5 separate regions of the Mus musculus genome follow, and regions 2, 3, 4 and 5 are each linked to region 1. A link is a contact called in public promoter capture Hi-C data. All regions are on one chromosome and are shown on one strand. Each heading gives the region's core, a stretch centred on a gene start, on an enhancer-like site or on the middle of the called end of the contact. The rest is flanking DNA. Distances are from core to core; before and after follow the strand shown.

Region 1 (3,423 bases), core at 635-3,134:
CAGGACTTTAATCCTAGCACGTAGGAGGCAGAGGCAGATGGATCTCTTGTCAGTTCCAGACCTGCCATAGTAAGACCCTGTTTGAAACACATACACACACACACACATCCTGAAATATTGTTATAATGCAGATTTTACAAACTCATCTTCTTAAAACGTGATAAAGATACAAAAGGCCATTTTTTTAAAAAAAAGTCACATTTTTTCAATAATTTATTGCAGTGATGACTATTTTAATTAAGTAATTTCTCCTGATAGAGTCAAAGCCTCATGTCACTTTATCATAACACAGCAAACACTTTCCTACATCCTGAAAGGCTTCCCATAGTATCGGTTTTCTCTATTCCATTTTTACCCCCTTATGCATTCCTAATGGGAAAACATACAAATTTTAAGTAAATTAGTTATCTGTTACCACCTTACCTCCCTACATTTCAGTTGCAAGTTTTCTTTTATATATATTTATTTCATTTTTGTCTATTGGTGTTTTGCCTGTATCTGCCTGTATACTATGTGTGTGCAGTACCTGTGGAAGCCAGAAGTGGGTGGTGGATCCTCTACCAATGGAGTTGCTTGTTAACCACTAGTGAGCTGGGGGTTGAGATGAAAGGTATGTGGGTGTGTTACAAATCGTTGTAAATAGGTAATGAGGCACTGTGTGTGTAAGTGTATTACAAGAGGTTGTAAGCCAGTAGTGAGTTCTCTGTGTGAGTGTGTGTTTCTGTGCCCGTGTATGTGTGTGTATTCATGTGGATGAGCAACCAGTGCTCTTAACTTCTGAGCCATCTTCCCAGGCCCAGTTGTAAAATTTCCAATGAAATAGACTGAGTAACAAATTTTTGCTCTTGGGCAATAAACTTCTCTGGCCTTCAAATTTCACATCAGTTATGTGAGAATTTTGGGGGCAATAATAAAATTGGTCATTGAAACAATTAAAAAACAAAGGCCCTCTGATGATGCTGGAAAGAAGGAAGATGTTAGTATACATTTAAATTTAAATTTCTTTCAGTAAATGTGCCTAGCTATCCGTGGTTTAGGGTGGGGTTGTGTTAAGACAGGACAGAAGTTTAGCTGACGAGATGAATTAGACATCTCCAACTCTACTCTACCTATGGATTTATTTACCTCTTCCTGTTCCTCTCCCACAAACAGTAAAGCTCTACAGACAGAATAAATGCCCCAGTGCATGGTATTGCTCAGTTCTGAAACCTGATCATTAATAATCAAGGCCCCAGGCACTAGCTATACCTGGTGGTTTTTTCTTTAACCTTTATAAGGCCCAAGGCCGAATTACAGGTGATGTAGTCACCTGGGTTCAAAGTCTAGGGCACTCCTGGGCAGTCAAGAAACGAACCTAGAGGCCCCAGGGCACAGGAGCCTTGGGCAGGGTTGGCAAAGCGTGTCACCCAGGAGGTGGGGGTGGGTGCAGAGCCAGATGCTCAGACCCTCGGTCTCCATCCTGCTACGGTCCTTCCACCTAAACTAAGAGGACTAAAGACGAGGGCGCTCCGTCGCCATGACAAGCACAGGGTTCAGCGATCTCGGTTCGGCGCTGGGCCACAGCCTCCGGCACGCCCCGCTGCTTATGCGAGAGCACAGCCGGGACAGAGCCAACAATCCTGACACTCCGGCCCGCCGCCCGCCTCCCAGCTCCGACTAAGACCCCGGTGGAGCAGAGGTGGCTGCCACGCTAGTCCTTACCACAGTACCTACCTAGAAGCTCCGTGACGGCCACAGCCTCCGCCTTGCACAGTCGTCAGTCCGCTCCAAAGCCCTGTAGCAGCCGTGGCACCGCAATCAGGGGCGGCCCCGCCCCGCCCCCGGCCTCTTGGAGGGCCTGGGCCAGGACAACATGGCTGGTGCCGCCTCTGCCACGTCAAAGGGGAGGAGGCGGGGAGGGGCGACCAGCGAAGGGGCGGGAACAGTCCCGGAAGAGGCGGGGCGCGCAGGAGGTAATGGGCGCGTTGAGTGGCGGAAAAGATGAACCGGGAGTAATAAAGAGGGTGGGGCGAGCGTGAAAGACGGCCAAGCAAAGCGGAGGGCGGGGACAATTCAGGAAGGGGCGGGGCTAGCAGGAAGCGATGCGATAGCCAGGGCGGTGGAGGAAGGGAGGTAACCGGAGTAATAAAGGGTGGGATGTGGCCGCTCGAGGCCGTGTGTAGGATTAAGGTTAAAATACCTGACTAGGGCATTGCTAGCCCCAGAAAAAAAGAAAAAAAATGTTAACCACCAGATGTAGCTTTCACGTCTACTGTTTGCTTGAACGATTGTTTTTGTTTTCTAGTATATAGAAAAGGCTCTTGCAAGTTTTTTTCCTGACATTGTATCCGTGTCCAAAGAGGAGAAAGAACGAAGCACGAGTTAACAATTATTTGAAGTATTCGCTAGAAAATAGATGCTCGGATTCTCCTCTAATTTTGGGTTTTCGTCTGTGTGTTGTCAAGAGCCAATGAGAAGGCTTGGCTCAGGGACCTCACTTGCCTAGAACTCATAAGGCAGAAAAAGAAACTTTACTCCCAGAAGTTGTATTCTGACCTCCTCACCGACCCACAAGCAATCGCAAAATAGTAATTTTAAAGTTTTTAAGTATCTCACTCGGCTAGTGGTGATGGTTCATGCCTGTAATCTCAATAGTCAAGGTTAAAAAAAAAAAAAAAAAAAAAAAAAAAAAGGCAGCCCAGCTTACGTTACACTGCAAACTGTAGACCCTTCTAAGCCACAGAAGAGACAGTCTCAAAAACCTAAAAATTATCCTCGTGTGATACTTGGTACTCCAGAAGCTGAGGCCAGGGGATCGGATCACTACAAGTTTGAGACTCCTTGAGCTACCTAATGAGTTCCAGAACAGCCTCAACTAAACTTTAAGATGCTATCCGAAAAAGTGAAAAACAAAACAAAAAGTTCTGCATTCATCCACTCTGTTCCCCGCGAAGTCAGAAAGACACCACCCTAAGGGGTTGTAAGATTTAGACGAATGTAACGTGTTTACAAATGGTTAAAGGCTTTAGTACTCTAAAAATGACGATTATAGCGATATTGTTCATTAATTTTAAAAATATTAAAGATTTCAAAGTTCATCCTCAGTCCCTGCCGCCTACCCAAGCTTTAGACGAGAAAATGGGATTAGACAGAGCGACCTAGAAACTCTTCAGGAACCACTTCTGCCAGGAATTATTCTCGAGCGCTACATTCCACCACCGGTGCCATAAGCTTGATGCAACCAGCAGGTTTCTTGTGTGGCTCCGCCCCCTTGCGCCTGTAGCCGGTGGCCTCGGCGGAGGTCGCTTAGGCGCCTGCGCCGTGCCTACTCTGGGCGCCGATTGAGACTGGCGGGAGCGAGAACCATGGCGTGGGTTCCAGCCGAGTCTGCGGTGGAAGAGTTGATGCCACGGTTGTTACCTGTGGAGCCCTGTGACTTGACGG
Region 2 (3,302 bases), core at 212-2,711, 7.3 Mb before region 1:
GCTTTTTTTCTTCTAAGCTTAAATTAAACCCTGGAAAGGAACTTAAAACTAAACGCAGTCATCCTCCAGCTTGAATAATCCTTTCAAACAGATGCAGCAATTTTAAAAATTCAAGGCATGAACCCGCAACTGTCACCTTCCAAAAGTTAGGATAACCCAAGTCTGTCAGAGGATCACATTAAGTGGACATTTAACTCCGTTTTAGCTTGTACTAAGCGATAAGTACGGTCTACTTCAAATTAAGACCAATTCTTTCCGCAGACATTTCCTAAATACTGTACTGACAGCCCAGCTTTGCTTTGCATCAGTAAAAACATGAATATAGTAGGGAACTCTAGAGAAGCCGACTCAAGAGAGAAATATTCAGTTAAAGTGTTGATGAATCAGTAAGCGCTAAAGGAAATCCAAGTGAGTAGAGCGGCATCGCAGGTACTTAAAGGAGTTGAGGATGGGAAGGCAAACTTGTCCGGCCGGCCGCGAGCCATTGTGCGCGGCGGTAGCCCGAAGCGGCGTGGCTGTCAAGGGGCAAGTGCGTACCGAGGCGCGGGGGAGGGGGCAGGACGCCACATCGGAAGGGGGTGCAGGAGCCAGGAGGCAAAGACGCTCATCCCAGGCCCTCTCCGCGTGGCCTCACCCTCAAGGGGACCCACAAGCGCAAACTCAGTGCCTAGCGGGCCCACGCCAGACTCTCGCCCAGAGGCGCTGGGCCCAAACCCCGGAGGCCCAGGAGAGGTGGCTCCGGAGGAGCCCTGCGGACGCCATGCTAAAAGCCAAAATGGCTGCCCCAAGGATGCCCGCAGCGCGCCGCCCGTGAGGAGGGAGCCGGGCGCGCCGTCACCGCTCGCCGGCCGGAGCGGCTCAGGTAGGTCCCCTCCGCCCTTGAGGGCACGGGCCTCAGCCCCGGCCCCACCCCCGCGGCCCGTGGCCCCGGCCCCAGCTCGCAGTCGAGAGGGGTGACGGGTGACGTACCTGCAGCTCGGCCCGCTCCACCTCCCAGTGCGCCCGCTCCATCTCGAAGCGAGCCCACTCGTGCTGGATGTAGTGTAGGATCCCCGGGATCGTGTACTGTTGCGGCCGGGACAGCTCCGGGCCTGCCGGGGGCCCCGCCGCCTCGGCGGCCGGAGGACCCCCGCCGCCCGGCGCTCCGTTCGCTCCCGGCGGCAGGCTCAGGTTCCCCCCGGGTCCCTGCTGCGGCCGGGGAGGGGCTGCCATCCCCTGGCCGCCGCCGCCGCCTCCGGCCAGCTCGTCCATTGTGTGTGGGGCCCCGGCCGGGGCGCAGTGCCAGACGCCGACAGCTGCGGGGAGGGCCGGGACGGTGGCCCCGCGCCGACCGCAGGGCGGGGGGCCGGCCGGGAGACGGCCGGGGAGGGGGTCGTTGCCGTGTGCTTGCCGCGGATCAGAGCAGGGAGCTGCCGGCCGCCGCCATTACGGTACCTCCTCCATCTGCCCGTCTCACTCACTCACTTTGGGGGAGAGGGGGGCCGCGGCGGGAGGAGGAGGAGGGACGGAGGAGGAGGAGGAGGGACGGAGGGCCGCCGCTCGCGCACGGCACGCTGGGTAGAGAACGCCGCTGCAAGCCGCACTCCGGAGAGCCAAAAAGAGTCCGGCCTCACCCCACGCAGGCGCACTGAGGATGGACCGCTCTTCGGGAGGCGGGGAAAGGCCTGGGCCCCGCCCCAACTCGGGCGCCGGGCCCCAGCTTTTCTACGCCTGTGGAATCTGGATGCTGCCTTGACTTTGGGGAAGCGCGTGGGCGTCGGGCTTCCGGGTCGTTTTCCTCACGCACGTATCCTTAGGGGCAGCGTGGGTCTCAGCTGAGGGCCTGGGCTCTGGAGCTGCGTGCAAGGCGTCCTCCGTACTGCCCTGGAATTCCTGACGTTTCTCTAGAATTCCTGGCGTGTTTTGCTCAGTCCCAGAGGGTCGGGCCTCTTTTCTGCCTGTCACTCACTTGACCTCTGGTTTCGTGGCACCAGTCAGTCTGCAGGATTCTGGAGACGTCTACGTTTGGCAAATAGCCCAGATTCTTCCGGACTTTCTCACTGGCTCCTGGGCTTCGTCGCAACCTGCTTCTTTGGTCCCACTTCGGTGCTCCTGGCCGCCCGTTGTAACTTCTTAAGTCTTTATTATTCTGAGATTCTCTGTGTTTGAGCTATTGCTTTTTTTTTTTTTTTTTTTTTTTTTTTTTTTTTTTTCCTGAAGAAGTTGTGATATCTTGAATTCTTGAGAATAGTGGGTTGGATGGCAAACGATAACTTTCAAAGAGACTGATGTTTAGAAGTCAATGAACGCAGATATTGTCATTAGTGGCAGAAATTTTGATCGAAACAAAATGAAAGTATTGTAAATAGAACTTAAGATGAACTAAATCAACACAACGATATCTTTCTTCATCATTAAATGGTTTTAGAATGAAATACTACATACACAAAGGGTCAGTTTTTAGGTGCTATAGTGTGCATTTTTCTGTAAGTTCTTTTTTTGGTTTTTTCGAGACAGGGTTTCTCTGTATAGCCCTGGCTGAACTGGAACTCACTTTGTAGACCAGGCTGGCCTCGAACTCAGAAATCCGCCTGCCTCTGCCACCCGAGTGCTGGGATGAGAGGCGTGCCACCACGCCCGGCTTTCTGTAAGTTGAGGTAACAGCCTGGCTACCGGGCTTGGTGAACCATGTCTTTAATCCCAGCACTCGGGAGGCAGAGGTAGACAACCTGATCTCTGGGTTTCGTTTCAGACCAGCTTGGTCTGCAGAGTTCCCAGACAGCCAGGACAACAGAGAAACCCTGTCTGGAAAAGCCAAAAAAGGAAAGAAGAAGAAGGAAAAAAAAAACAAAAAACCTAATAACCTATGTAACAGCAAATGAAAAGAAAAATACACAGTACTTACAGCTATACAAGAAATAGTATATAAAATTGGTTATGTTTTTAAACTTTTATTTTCACTCTGAAAGCCTATTCAAATTTTCACATTGGAGCATATAAGTGACTTCATATAACTTCAGAGAGAAAAAGAAATACATTTTATTTTGTCATGTCTGCTGTGTTATAAAGAACTAATTCGATCTGTTACACTTATTACCATATTTATGAAATGTAGTCTTTAGTAAATGAAGAAATGAGGCTGGAGAGATGGCTCAGCAGTTAAGAGCACTGACTGCTCTCCTAGGCGTCCTGAGTTCAGTTCCCAGCGACCACAGTGACTCACAGCCATCTGAAATGGGATACAGTGCTCTCTTCTGGTGTGTCTGAGAGAGCAACAGTGTACTCACATAAGTAAATACATCTTTTTTTTTATATGAAGAAAT
Region 3 (3,771 bases), core at 1,137-3,636, 7.6 Mb before region 1:
TTGCACATTCAGTGTTTATAAAGGGGTGTATAATGAGTTTTTCCTATGACTTTGCTTTAGTGTTTAGTCATAAGAAAGTGGTAAGAACTAGACTCTGTTGATAAAACATGGTTACTATTGCATATTTGTTATGCTTCAGGTAATGCAGTGTAAATCATTAAACACATTTAATGATGAATTATTTGAATTTATATTATCTGTAACTTGGGAAATTTTGTAGTCCTTAAAAGAGACCCAGTTTTCAAGTTCTATTTTTGACCACCTTCAAATATACTCCACTACCCACTGTATATTAGAATCTGTGTAGAAGTAGTTTATAAGTCGGCCTGTTTAAAATATATCAAAACAAATACTGCTGGGGATTTGGCCTGGTAGTAGAATGGTTTGCCTAGCTAGTATGTGGAAGGCCTTGGGTTTAATTTTAAAGTATGACCAAAACATTAAAAAAAAAAAAAAGCATGAACATTTAACAATAACATTTCTAAGTAAATGTTTTTATGCCACTAAAATGTGAAGTTGTGAAGTGTTCATATAAACTAAATAAATGTGTTGGGAATCTTGAGACAGAAAGGCAGAATAGCACTGTTCCTCAAGGAGGGAAGTCAAGGCAGGAGTCTGCTGGTGGGGGTTGATACAAAGTGATTGCTGCCTACTGCCTTGCTTTCCATGGCTTGCTCATTTGCTTTCTTACAGAAGCCAAGGCCACTAGTCCAGGGTGGCACTGCACACGGGCTGGGCCCTTCCCATTCGCCACTAATTAAGAAAATGCCTTTCAGGGTTGCTTACTTCCTGGTTTCATGGAGCCATTTTCTCAGTTGAAGTGTTCTCTGCTTGCATGTCTCTAGCTGTGTCAGGCATCTAATAAGGATGGGGTGGTCTTTTAGTGCAGATGTGTTTCTTTTCCTTTTTATTAGTATGTAATTGTTTAAAACAGGCTGTCACGACACATGCATACATGTGTGTAATGAGCTTTGGTCATACTCCCCTTCTTGCCTCATACTGAACCCCTTCCCTATTTCCAGGATTGTCTTAAACAAGTAGTCCATTTACGAGGCTGATGTTATTAAAGTGGGTAAGATCCAAAATCTTTACTCTTCTTGTCTGAGAGCTCCTTGAACTCAAGAAACAAACTGTTTTTAGCAAATTTTCTAAGATAAAACTATCCCTTGATGTTCAATTATTTAAACCAAAAAATCTGGAGTTAAACAGCTACAATAAATCTAACTCTGAAGTCATGATTTTTATTCTTATAATCAACATTAATATCATTCTTGGTCGTAGCTTTGCAGGACTGTTCTATATAGTTACTCTTCTAATGAATATATATATCTTTATGTTTACTCCCCACATTACACCATTGGACAGAAACATGCACACTGTATAAATGTCTTAGTATTTTATGATAATGTGCCTTATAGTCTTGGAAGGAGTTAGTATGGAACTTAAATGGTCAAATGACAAATTTGTACTTAAAAGTGGGGATTCTCAGGTGAGTAAGATTAAACTCACTGGAAGGTGGGAAAGCCATTCTGCTCAAGAGTCCATGGACACCAGAATTGAGATACTTCCCCTAGGGCACAAACTGGTAGTTATAGATAACCTGTTGTAACTTTATAAAAATAGGTATCTACATCTGTCAAATGTGTTTTTATTGTAAAAAAAATGCAATCTTGATTTTAAAAAATAAGATAAATTATTTGTATAATTTTGAAAGCCAAATTTTTGAAAGTATGATTTCATTTCAGAATCTGACTGCCTGAGAATTAATCCATAATGCAGTGTCATCGGTGGGTTCATTGATTGGTAATAAGTTGTCATTGTATATATTTTTGACATTAATAAAATCTATTATGAAAATGGTCGATGTGAGATTTATTTCATAATCACAGGGCTCTAAATGTACCAAACCTGGCTGTGATCATCCGGATTCTGCTCACAATCATTTGTTTTTTTAATTTGCACTACTGAGAGGAAATTCTGCCATTTGGCTTTTCTGTGATTTTATACCCTAGCAGGCCAAAGCCCTTTCCTGAAGAAATCAAACGGAATAAATTACCACGCTTGTAGTTTCCCCCCCCCCTCCCCCCCCAGAGGAAAGAGGGAAGGGACACTACTGTTATGGAAATCAAGAAAACGCAATTTCTGGCGTCTCATTTGGCCTTGTAAATTTTTATGAGGATTTAAACTTGATGAGAAGTGCACTATCAATTAGATTGTAAGCGCTCCACCACGCCCATGCCCTGAGAAGCGGTTTAAGAGTAGCGACCTCGGGAGGTTCGCCCCGATTAGTTAGAAACGCTGCTGGGAAATCTGCAAACACCAATGTCTGTGAGGAAAGGCGAGGGCTGGGACCGGGGAGGCGGGCCGGCTGCCGCCATAGCCCGCCTCCTGGTTCTGCTTCCGGCGCGGGAGGTAGGGCCACGTCATCTTCGGGCTCCCAGTGCCAGCCGGGCAGTGGATGGTGGGAAGCAAGATGGCGGCCACGGCCAGCATTCGGGAGAGGCAAACAGGTACTCGGTATTTCCTTCTCTGCAGTGTGTGCCTCAGCAGCGGCCTGTCATCATCTCTGGGTTGTTCGTACAGCTCGGAGTTGAGCTTTGAGAGCTGCTCCGTTTTGAGGTTGTGGGGAAGAGATGCCTGTAAGCTTCACAGCCTTTACCACAGGCTGCTTGCTACAGTGCTAGCTACTTATTTTTTAATTGCCGAGTTTTAGAAGGCCATCAGGGCAAGGACCAGCAGCTGGTGTTTTCTTTCCTGTCTTGTCACTTAACGAGGTCTATAGGTTTGTGTTCGTATTTCAAGTCTCCCAGGTCGGTTTGGTTTTCACTTTCAGTTTTAGGGTTTTTTTTAAAAAAACCTGTTTTTGACACTTGAGCCATGATTACAAAATCTAAGTATTCTTTTCCGAGCACCTTACTTTATGCCATCATCTTTGGACCCTTTGGGAGAAGCTGATGGAAAATGCCAGGTGATAAAGCTGGAAGAGACTTCGGAATGTCAAATCAAATTAACAGCGTCCTCTTTCAGTTGTTCCACAGATAATAATCTTAAAATATAGAACAGTTGTATCTTAAGTAGAGCATATTTGTACACCCATTTATAAAGTAAAAATTTAAAGATACATATTTCTTCCCTTGGTTTTAGTTTAGTTTTTTTTTTTTTTTTACATGTGAGATACACCTGATTTTCCTTATTTTCAGTAAACTCTAGAAACTTAATGTATGTATATTGGCCCCAGAATAATTACCTATACGTATATCATATATAATGTGATATGTATAAATCAGAACTGACTTACATATACTACTTATCTAGTAACTCCCAAAGAGAATAGAAATCGTCCATAAGCGATAAAGAACTTTAATTCTCTTGAACCTATGCTTATTTGTATGAAAAACAATTGGTTACAAGCAATACAACATAGCAATAGAATTTGAACTGTGCCTGATTCCTTCCCTTGTGTTAAAAAAAAAAAAAGATAGATTTGAATGTAGCATACTTAACAGAAAACATACTGAGTTCTACATTTCTCAGTAGGTAATTTAGTAAAACGGTAAAGCATAACTTAAAATATGGTAAGCAAATATTATTTGAGAATGCTTGATAATTAATTTTATTTGCAAGCAAACAGAAGCCCAAGTTCTCTTAGAAGTTTGGGTATAATATCTTTTTCTTTGTTTGTTTGTTTGTTTGTTTGTTATTTTTTTCTTCCGAGACAGTGTTTCTCTGTGTAGCCATGGCTGTCCTGGAACCCACTCTGTAGACAAGGCT
Region 4 (3,387 bases), core at 667-3,166, 6.1 Mb after region 1:
TTGAGAGTCCAGAAAAATACCTAAAATACAACTATCTAATAGTTTATGAGTAACAAAAATAATGACCATCAACTAATTTAGGTAAAAGACTATCACTGGGGAACAAAAATTATCACAAAACTGTTATATGTTCCAAGTCTCTTGAAATGGTCCAAGTCAGGTCAGTGGCGCTTAAGAGTCTAGAAGAAGAAAAACAATTAAAAACTTTACAGTCTACCTTGGGATAAATAAGCTGTTTAAAGACAGCTTAAGAAGTACAGTATTGAGGTATTAAATGCCCAACTCTACTGCTGAACATCATAATGGCTCAAGAGAATACCCATTAAAATGGCAAGTGGGTCTATCCGCAAAGGGGCCTTTTCCTTTCACTCTTGTATATTCACTCAAACAGTTCTACAGTGTACTACACGTTTCATAAATATGGCTGGACCATATCCTGACGCCTGGAGAAGTGTGAGAGTTCTTGGGTCTCCCAACAAGATCTTAAGTGAAAATACAATCTTCTCAAAAGAACCCAGAAACTTTTTAAACCGAAATGACAGGACTGTAAAAACACAGGCATGAGTATGTGAATGATCACTGGAAAATACCCATTTAAATGTCACTAAATGCATTTTCATATTTTGGAATCACACAGCACTCGCTATCTTGACATTTTTGAATCTGAAAATCTGTAGCAAAACTTAATTTAGGCTGCACCTTCTATTTTAAAATGGTAGATTGATGCACATCGTGTATGACCACTGAGGTGGGGCAGTGGTGGAGAGCGCCTTTAATCCCAGCACTTGGGAGGCAGAGGCAGGTGGATTTCTGAGTTCAAGGTCAGCCTGGTCTACAGATCGAGTTCCAGGACAGCCAGGGCTACACAGAGAAACCCTGTCTCAAAAAACAAAAACAAAGCAACCCCCCCCCCCCGGAAAAAAAAACCTCAAAATAATTTAACTGAGGTACAGAACATGACGTGATGGAGCAGGGCTGTTATTCCTAGCACTTGCTAGATGAAGGTAAGGTCAAGGGAGTTTGAGGCCTGTCTGGGCTATGAGATGTTGCCTCCAAAAAGATTAAGGAGTCGGGGGGGCTGGGGTGGGGGTGGGAATGAATGACCCTTCCTGAAGGGCAAAAACTCAAGTCTAACAAAATAACCCGTGACTACAAAATGGGTGGCTAAGATGCGGACAGGGCTGAAAGCTGCATTATACAACTAGAATTTTTCAAATCTGCGTGCTTATAATCACAGAAGCCCGCCGTATTAAAAATTCACATTTAATTCCCCTAAGGTTATTTTGTAAAAGATTTGTAACAAAAAAAGTTAAAACAGTAATATGTGGGTTTCTGAAAATCACGGATCATAGTTCGGTATTCAGTACATGGGTAAGACAAACTAGATGCACACGAGGCTCCCTCGCATCCTTACACCCCTCCCTCCCATTTCCCAGTGGCCAGCACTGTGCGCCCCGGCAGCATGCACTCCCGAGTCCTCGCCCCCGCCTCAGACGCCAGCATTTCAGGGTCCTTCTCCTCAGGTCCTCGGCCCTCACAGATCCTGTCTGGGATTTAAATCTACGGCCGCAGCTCCAGGGCCTGCCCTAGGAAATAAGGGCCGAACCCCGCGGAATCTGGGGCGGCCCAAGGGGCGGGAGAGTGGGAGCTCACGCGGGCCGCTCAGGCCTGGCCAGCACCGGCCACAGAGGGCGAGGGCGGGGGCACCGAGGAATCCGGTATGTAAGGCATCTCCGGGGGGGGTGAAGCTGCCCCGGGACGCCCCGGCCTGGCCGCCCAGATGCCTTTGGTACCGAATCTGAACCGTGATCCTGCAGAAACTTGATAATGTCCTTCTTGGGCAGCTGCTCGCTGCGCAGCTGCTCCACGGTCCATGCACGCTGCGGAACAGCCGCCGCCATCTTCCCCTGCTGCTGCCGCTGCACTGAGCCAGCCCGCCTCAATCCGGCGCGGTCCCGCCCTCAGGGCGTGGCCCGGGCTTACGCCACGCTCTAGGGGTGGGGCCTCCGCCTTTTGGAATCAGCCCACACTTTCTACGCAGCCCCGGCCCTGAAGGGTGGCCTGGGCATGCGTGGCGCGCGAGGAGGCGGGGCTTCTGCTTTGCTGAGCCTGGGGGTTTCTTCCGTCCACTCTCTGTCCCCACGGGTCCTGCGCGGGACTCCGGGGCCCGGCCGCCATGGTCCTAAACCGGATTGACTCGTGAGCTAGGGTGATGTCAACACTGGGCTGTGAGGGCCTTGTTGAGTAGAATGAAAATCTGTGCAGGTCTCTTGGCCAGCGGCATGCAGTGATGATGGCAAACCTTATTTTGATGCTTTCTGAGGCGTTCTTTGGGCAGCCATCACGCCCACTTGTTTATTATTTACGGCTTACGATGTCTTTAAAAGTACAGATTGTAAACGGTTTAAAGAAAATAACAGCATTCGGGTTTTCAATCTCATTTTAGGCTAGTTCTACTCTAATCTTATCTGGATTGGCCTAGTCCTTGCCCATCAAACAATTTCCACAAAACTAAATGCAAACCTCTCCCGACAGAGCTTTGCCTACAAATTTAGAAACTTGAATAAAACAATGTAATTACGCTGTACTTAAAATACCTCTTTACGATAGTGAGGGTGGTGTATGTACAGCAAGAGCTTCGCGTGTTTGTACTTTGTTTCAGTAACTGAGGAAATAGATGTTTACCGATTTTGTACTGGTACCCAAGACTAAAAGCAGAAAGCTGTCACTAACAGAACTGGGCAAGAACACTTACTGCTCTATAGCTGTAATCATTATGTGAGAGTTAAGATATGAAGTGTATGTCTGTAGCACTTAGGAGCCCGTATAGCCCCTTACAAGATGAGGCAGGACATTGGCCAACTCAAGGTCATTTTGGTCTGCATGCAGAGTTCCAGGCCAGAGTGGGCCTCAGAGCAAGAACCCGTGTGAAACAAAAACATACGGAGGAAAACAGAAAAAGAAATCCCACGACAAAAATGTATTTGTTTTAGTTTCTCAATGAATGCAGGGCCAGAGCACATTCTTTAGACAGACAAAACATTAAAACTGCCATTTGTATAACACAAAACTGCATTTTCTCAGCATAGATGGAGAAAAATATTATTTATCTCTACTTTTGCTTCAATCATGTTACGGTTACAAACGATGACTGAATGCTTGTCCTGGGGTCACGAAGTTATGTATCTTAACCCCGTATGTAGTATGTCGTTAGCAGTGACAGCTCATTTAAAGCACAGCAAAAACTACATTCTATTTACTTATGTTAATTTTGACCTGGAAACTCTGGACGTCAAGGATGACCTAGACCTGATTCTCCAGACTCCTCCTCAGGCCAGAGCCACCGCTCCAGGTTTGAGATTGCCTTCAAGCCCGCTCGAGGGATGG
Region 5 (3,407 bases), core at 296-2,795, 6.4 Mb before region 1:
ATCTTAATTTATTCTTGATACATTTCTGATGATGGGTTCTGATTATTCTCTTGAGATTTGTCTTGTATTACAGTTTGACTCTCTGTTGAACAGTTTGACTCTGTTTATGATAAAGACCAGTTTGACAAGTTTTTCAGAGATTCTACTTTCTGTATTCTATCTTAGAACTCTTTGTTCACCCTAAGGTTGCAAAAAATACTTTCCTATGTTTTCTTCTATAATCTCTATCTCAAGTTAATTTTTCACTTGAAAGAAAAGAAAACTAAATCTTACCCACATACTTTGGAGTCCTCAGAAGTACTGAAAATCAGTGAGATTGGTAAAGGCGCTTGCTATCCAGCCCAATGAATGAGGGTTTTATCCCTAGAACCTACTTGGTGGAAGGAGAAATCTAACTCCTGGCAAATTGTCCTCTGACCACAACACACATGCAAAGGAAATAAATAAACAATGCAATAAAAATATTAAAAGAAGTACTAAAACCCATTTAACCTCATGGGGATGTTGAGATAAAAATCATTAAATTAATGCTTGTTTACTGACCTAAACCTGAAGTTGGCTTGATTAAGCATTCATTCAGACATCTGAATGTTAGTTTATGGAAACAAAGGGAGGGGGAGGGGGAGAGGTGAGGTGAGAGGGAGGGACTGTGAGGAGAGGGAGGGAGGGAGGGTCTCAGAGGAGAGGAGAAAGGGGAAGTTGCAATCTAGATGGAAAGTAAATAAATACAAAATTATCATAAAAGGCAGGCTAATAGAAAGTTACACCAAAGCATTTTTAAAAAGCATCTAATTGGAAATTTTAATTCAATAGACCTGTCATTTTCACTCCTGTTTTTCCTGGGGGAAGAACAGTGTTTTATTACTTTTCAAAAGTTGTTAGAAAACAACCAACTTTCTTTTTTTTTTTTTTTGAGACAGGGTTTCTTTGAATAGCCCTGGTTGTCTTGGAACCCACTCTGTAGACCAGTCTGGCCTCGAACTCAGAAATTCGCCTGCCTCTGCCTCCCGAATGCTGGTATTAAAGGTGTGCGCCACCACCGCCCGGCTCTGCGTGACTTCATAACCCTTCTTTTTCTGCATATCAGAAAACCGGTGCCAATTAAACAAGTTTTAAAATTATTTTCTCATGCCAAGTTGGAGGAAAGATGGGAGGACGAGGAGAAGGGAAAAAAAAAAAAAAGAAACTCTAGTTAAATTAAGTAGTAACTTGCCTTGTCCTTCGGTAGTTCGTTTGTTAATGAATTGAGACAGTTTGTATAGGTGTTGTACAGGACTATCTTCTGAAACAAACAAAATCTATCTTACCACATTCTGTAATGTCTACTGGCAAAAGATCATCTCAGCTGGGCTTGTTGACCCACACCTGCTCATAAAGGGGCAGGGAGGTCAGGCGACCCTTACCTGAGTATCCACCCTACCTACTGTAGTACGCAATTTTATCCATAACTAGAAGTGGCCTCGCTGAGGGGAGGGGTAGAGTCTGTAACCTAGGAAGACTAAGGGAGTGGGGTGGCTGGGTGGAGAAGTCTTCATCCCGACTGGGTAAAGGCTTTCTAGGCGTAACTTGGGGGGATGAACACCCTGGCTCTGTGAGCAACTCCTCCTTTACGTCATAGAAGGAAGCTCAACTCACCATTCCCTCCGCAGAGTGTCCTTTGGAGGACTCTTCTGTTTGCTGCTGGAACAAGGATAGGCCTTGTCTGTCTGCTCAAGAGAAGGAATTTTAGCTGACTAGCCTAGGCTGGGCTTGTATTCACTATGTAGGGAAATCTGCCCTTGAACTTCTAGTTCTTCTCTGTTTCCCACCCAAGTACTGGGATTACAGGCAGGTGCCACACCACAGCCGACTAATGGTGATAATTATAAGCACACAGGAAAACCTTTGCCCAGACTTCATTCTGAGAAATACTGAAACCACACCAAACTAGCAGTTTCTGACCTTTGTCCCTCATTTTACAGCCCACAAAGCTATGACTTGAACAGCTAAGACTTCGCTGTTATTTAAAATTACAACAAATATTTCCTCCAAGTAGGTATGTTTTACACATTTGTATCATAACAGGGCTAACATGTCATTTAATATACAGGAAAAGGAACGGAAGTACAAGAGTGACTCTGCTATTATTCTACTCCAAAGTGAGCAGTGTAAATCCTTAAATTTCCCTCTCAGGCCAAGTAGGTGGGCTTCCGCCCTTGCATCTGTGTTCCGGATGTTTGGTTACCAGGCAACGTCTAGCGCCTGCCAGACACCTGTGAAGGGGTGCGGCCCCTGGTCCCCGAGCCTCGGTCCTGGACCTAATCGGCGCCTGCGCAAAATGTGCACAGGCAGGCGTTACCTGCGACCGGCCACCCGCAGAGAGTGGACGGGCGTGGCCGCCCAGTCAAACTCGCGGGTCCAGGCCGGGCAGCGCCTGCTGGGAACAGACTGTACCCCAGGCTCTAGAGGACCTCCCCAAGCTTTTGCTGCGTTCCTAGAGTATGGTGCCCATAGTTCTGGGACCGAGTAGGCTATGCTGGGGAGGGGTCACCTGGCGGGTTGGGCATACTTCAACAGGCATTGGACTAGTGGAACATAGGTAACAAGTGTCCTGTTTTAGTGTGTGGGGGGAGTAGGTGATCGAGTCAGGGCCCTGGTCACTTAGCTGCCACACATTTCTCAAGCTCCCACACAGACGTAGGAGAACAGCGAGCCTCCCAGCGTGCCGGATAGCGGACTGCTTAGAGAACTCACTCCCCTCCCCAGGCCTCTAGAGGAAGGCTCTTACCCAACATGCACCAGGAGCTAATTTGCATAACCCCAAGGTAAACCACACGGACCCACGCCGCCAGCGTGATCCCCACTAAGCAGCAGGGGTTCATGAGCATAGCTACACAGTTTCACTGAAAAAACTTTTTCTTTGTTCCCGGGTTTACTGGGAGGCTAGGAGAAAAACGCGGGTCAAAGTCACCCTAACTTAAAAAGTCAGGAATTCTTCGTCCTTATATAGTCCACGGCTAGACACTACGATCGTGCTCGCTTCGGCAGCACATATACTAAAATTGGAACGATACAGAGAAGATTAGCATGGCCCCTGCGCAAGGATGACACGCAAATTCGTGAAGCGTTCCATATTTTGGCTCTGCTTACTATGAACAGGTCATTGGACCAAATTCCAAACAATAACTTTTGACTTCTCCCTCACAGCGTCTCCAAGTCAACCCAGCGCGTCATTCTTAAATCCTATCCTAGCTTTTTACTACTGTATCTGGCCCCTAGTGCTTGTTTTCATCAACTAAAATCTGCTGTTATTAAATTTGGGGAATGCATCATTGGCCAGTGTTTCTTCCAGGCTACATGCAGAGGGGCGCCTAGTGAGACAGATCCTAATGGCAGGCTGTTTTTTAGCTGTTACACACACTCGGGTC

Evidence for each region. Promoter capture Hi-C pulls out the DNA fragments that hold promoters and counts their contacts. Capture Hi-C pulls out chosen DNA fragments and counts their contacts.
Region 2: a promoter capture Hi-C map of pre-B cells shows a contact between it and region 1. The contact joins the promoter of Strn3 here to the promoter of Sec23a in region 1. A contact is called at or near these places in 3 of 39 promoter capture datasets (the C10 cell line, cranial neural crest and pre-B cells).
Region 3: a promoter capture Hi-C map of pre-B cells shows a contact between it and region 1. The contact joins the promoter of Scfd1 here to the promoter of Sec23a in region 1. A contact is called at or near these places in 2 of 39 promoter capture datasets (cranial neural crest and pre-B cells) and 2 of 484 Hi-C or Micro-C datasets (B cells and CD4 T cells).
Region 4: a contact with region 1 is called in a promoter capture Hi-C map of adipose tissue. The contact joins the promoter of Fkbp3 here to the promoter of Sec23a in region 1. A contact is called at or near these places in 7 of 39 promoter capture datasets (the C10 cell line, the HPC-7 cell line, cranial neural crest and 4 more), 7 of 484 Hi-C or Micro-C datasets (CD4 T cells, CD8 T cells, muscle stem cells and 3 more) and 2 of 9 other capture datasets (adipose tissue and liver).
Region 5: a promoter capture Hi-C map of pre-B cells shows a contact between it and region 1. The contact joins the promoter of 1700031P21Rik here to the promoter of Sec23a in region 1. A contact is called at or near these places in 2 of 39 promoter capture datasets (cranial neural crest and pre-B cells) and 1 of 484 Hi-C or Micro-C datasets (CD4 T cells).

The regions. Positions count from the first base shown.
Region 1 is chr12:59,010,133-59,013,555 of GRCm38.p6, forward strand. Sec23a (SEC23 homolog A, COPII coat complex component) reads right to left here and starts at 1,885. Exons shown (of 20, transcript NM_009147.2): 1 at 1,714-1,885. Gemin2 (gem nuclear organelle associated protein 2) reads left to right here and starts at 3,259. Exons shown (of 10, transcript NM_025656.5): 1 at 3,259-3,423. The coding sequence starts at 3,345.
Region 2 is chr12:51,690,453-51,693,754 of GRCm38.p6, forward strand. Strn3 (striatin, calmodulin binding protein 3) reads right to left here and starts at 1,462. Exons shown (of 18, transcript NM_052973.2): 1 at 970-1,462. The coding sequence starts at 1,251. It overlaps Ap4s1 (adaptor-related protein complex AP-4, sigma 1), which reads left to right and starts at 514. Exons shown (of 6, transcript NM_021710.4): 1 at 514-862.
Region 3 is chr12:51,375,127-51,378,897 of GRCm38.p6, forward strand. Scfd1 (Sec1 family domain containing 1) reads left to right here and starts at 2,387. Exons shown (of 25, transcript NM_029825.3): 1 at 2,387-2,510. The coding sequence starts at 2,459. It overlaps G2e3 (G2/M-phase specific E3 ubiquitin ligase), which reads left to right. Exons shown (of 15, transcript NM_001015099.2): 15 at 1-1,860.
Region 4 is chr12:65,072,022-65,075,408 of GRCm38.p6, forward strand. Fkbp3 (FK506 binding protein 3) reads right to left here and starts at 1,917. Exons shown (of 7, transcript NM_013902.4): 1 at 1,794-1,917. The coding sequence starts at 1,901. It also overlaps a transcript of Fancm not described here.
Region 5 is chr12:52,600,777-52,604,183 of GRCm38.p6, forward strand. 1700031P21Rik (RIKEN cDNA 1700031P21 gene) reads right to left here and starts at 1,546. Exons shown (of 3, transcript NR_045910.1): 1 at 1,404-1,546; 2 at 1,214-1,279. Gm35239 (a long non-coding RNA gene) reads left to right here and starts at 2,177. Exons shown (of 7, transcript XR_001780617.2): 1 at 2,177-3,407. It overlaps LOC115488100 (a small nuclear RNA gene), which reads left to right and starts at 3,012; the gene lies at 3,012-3,118.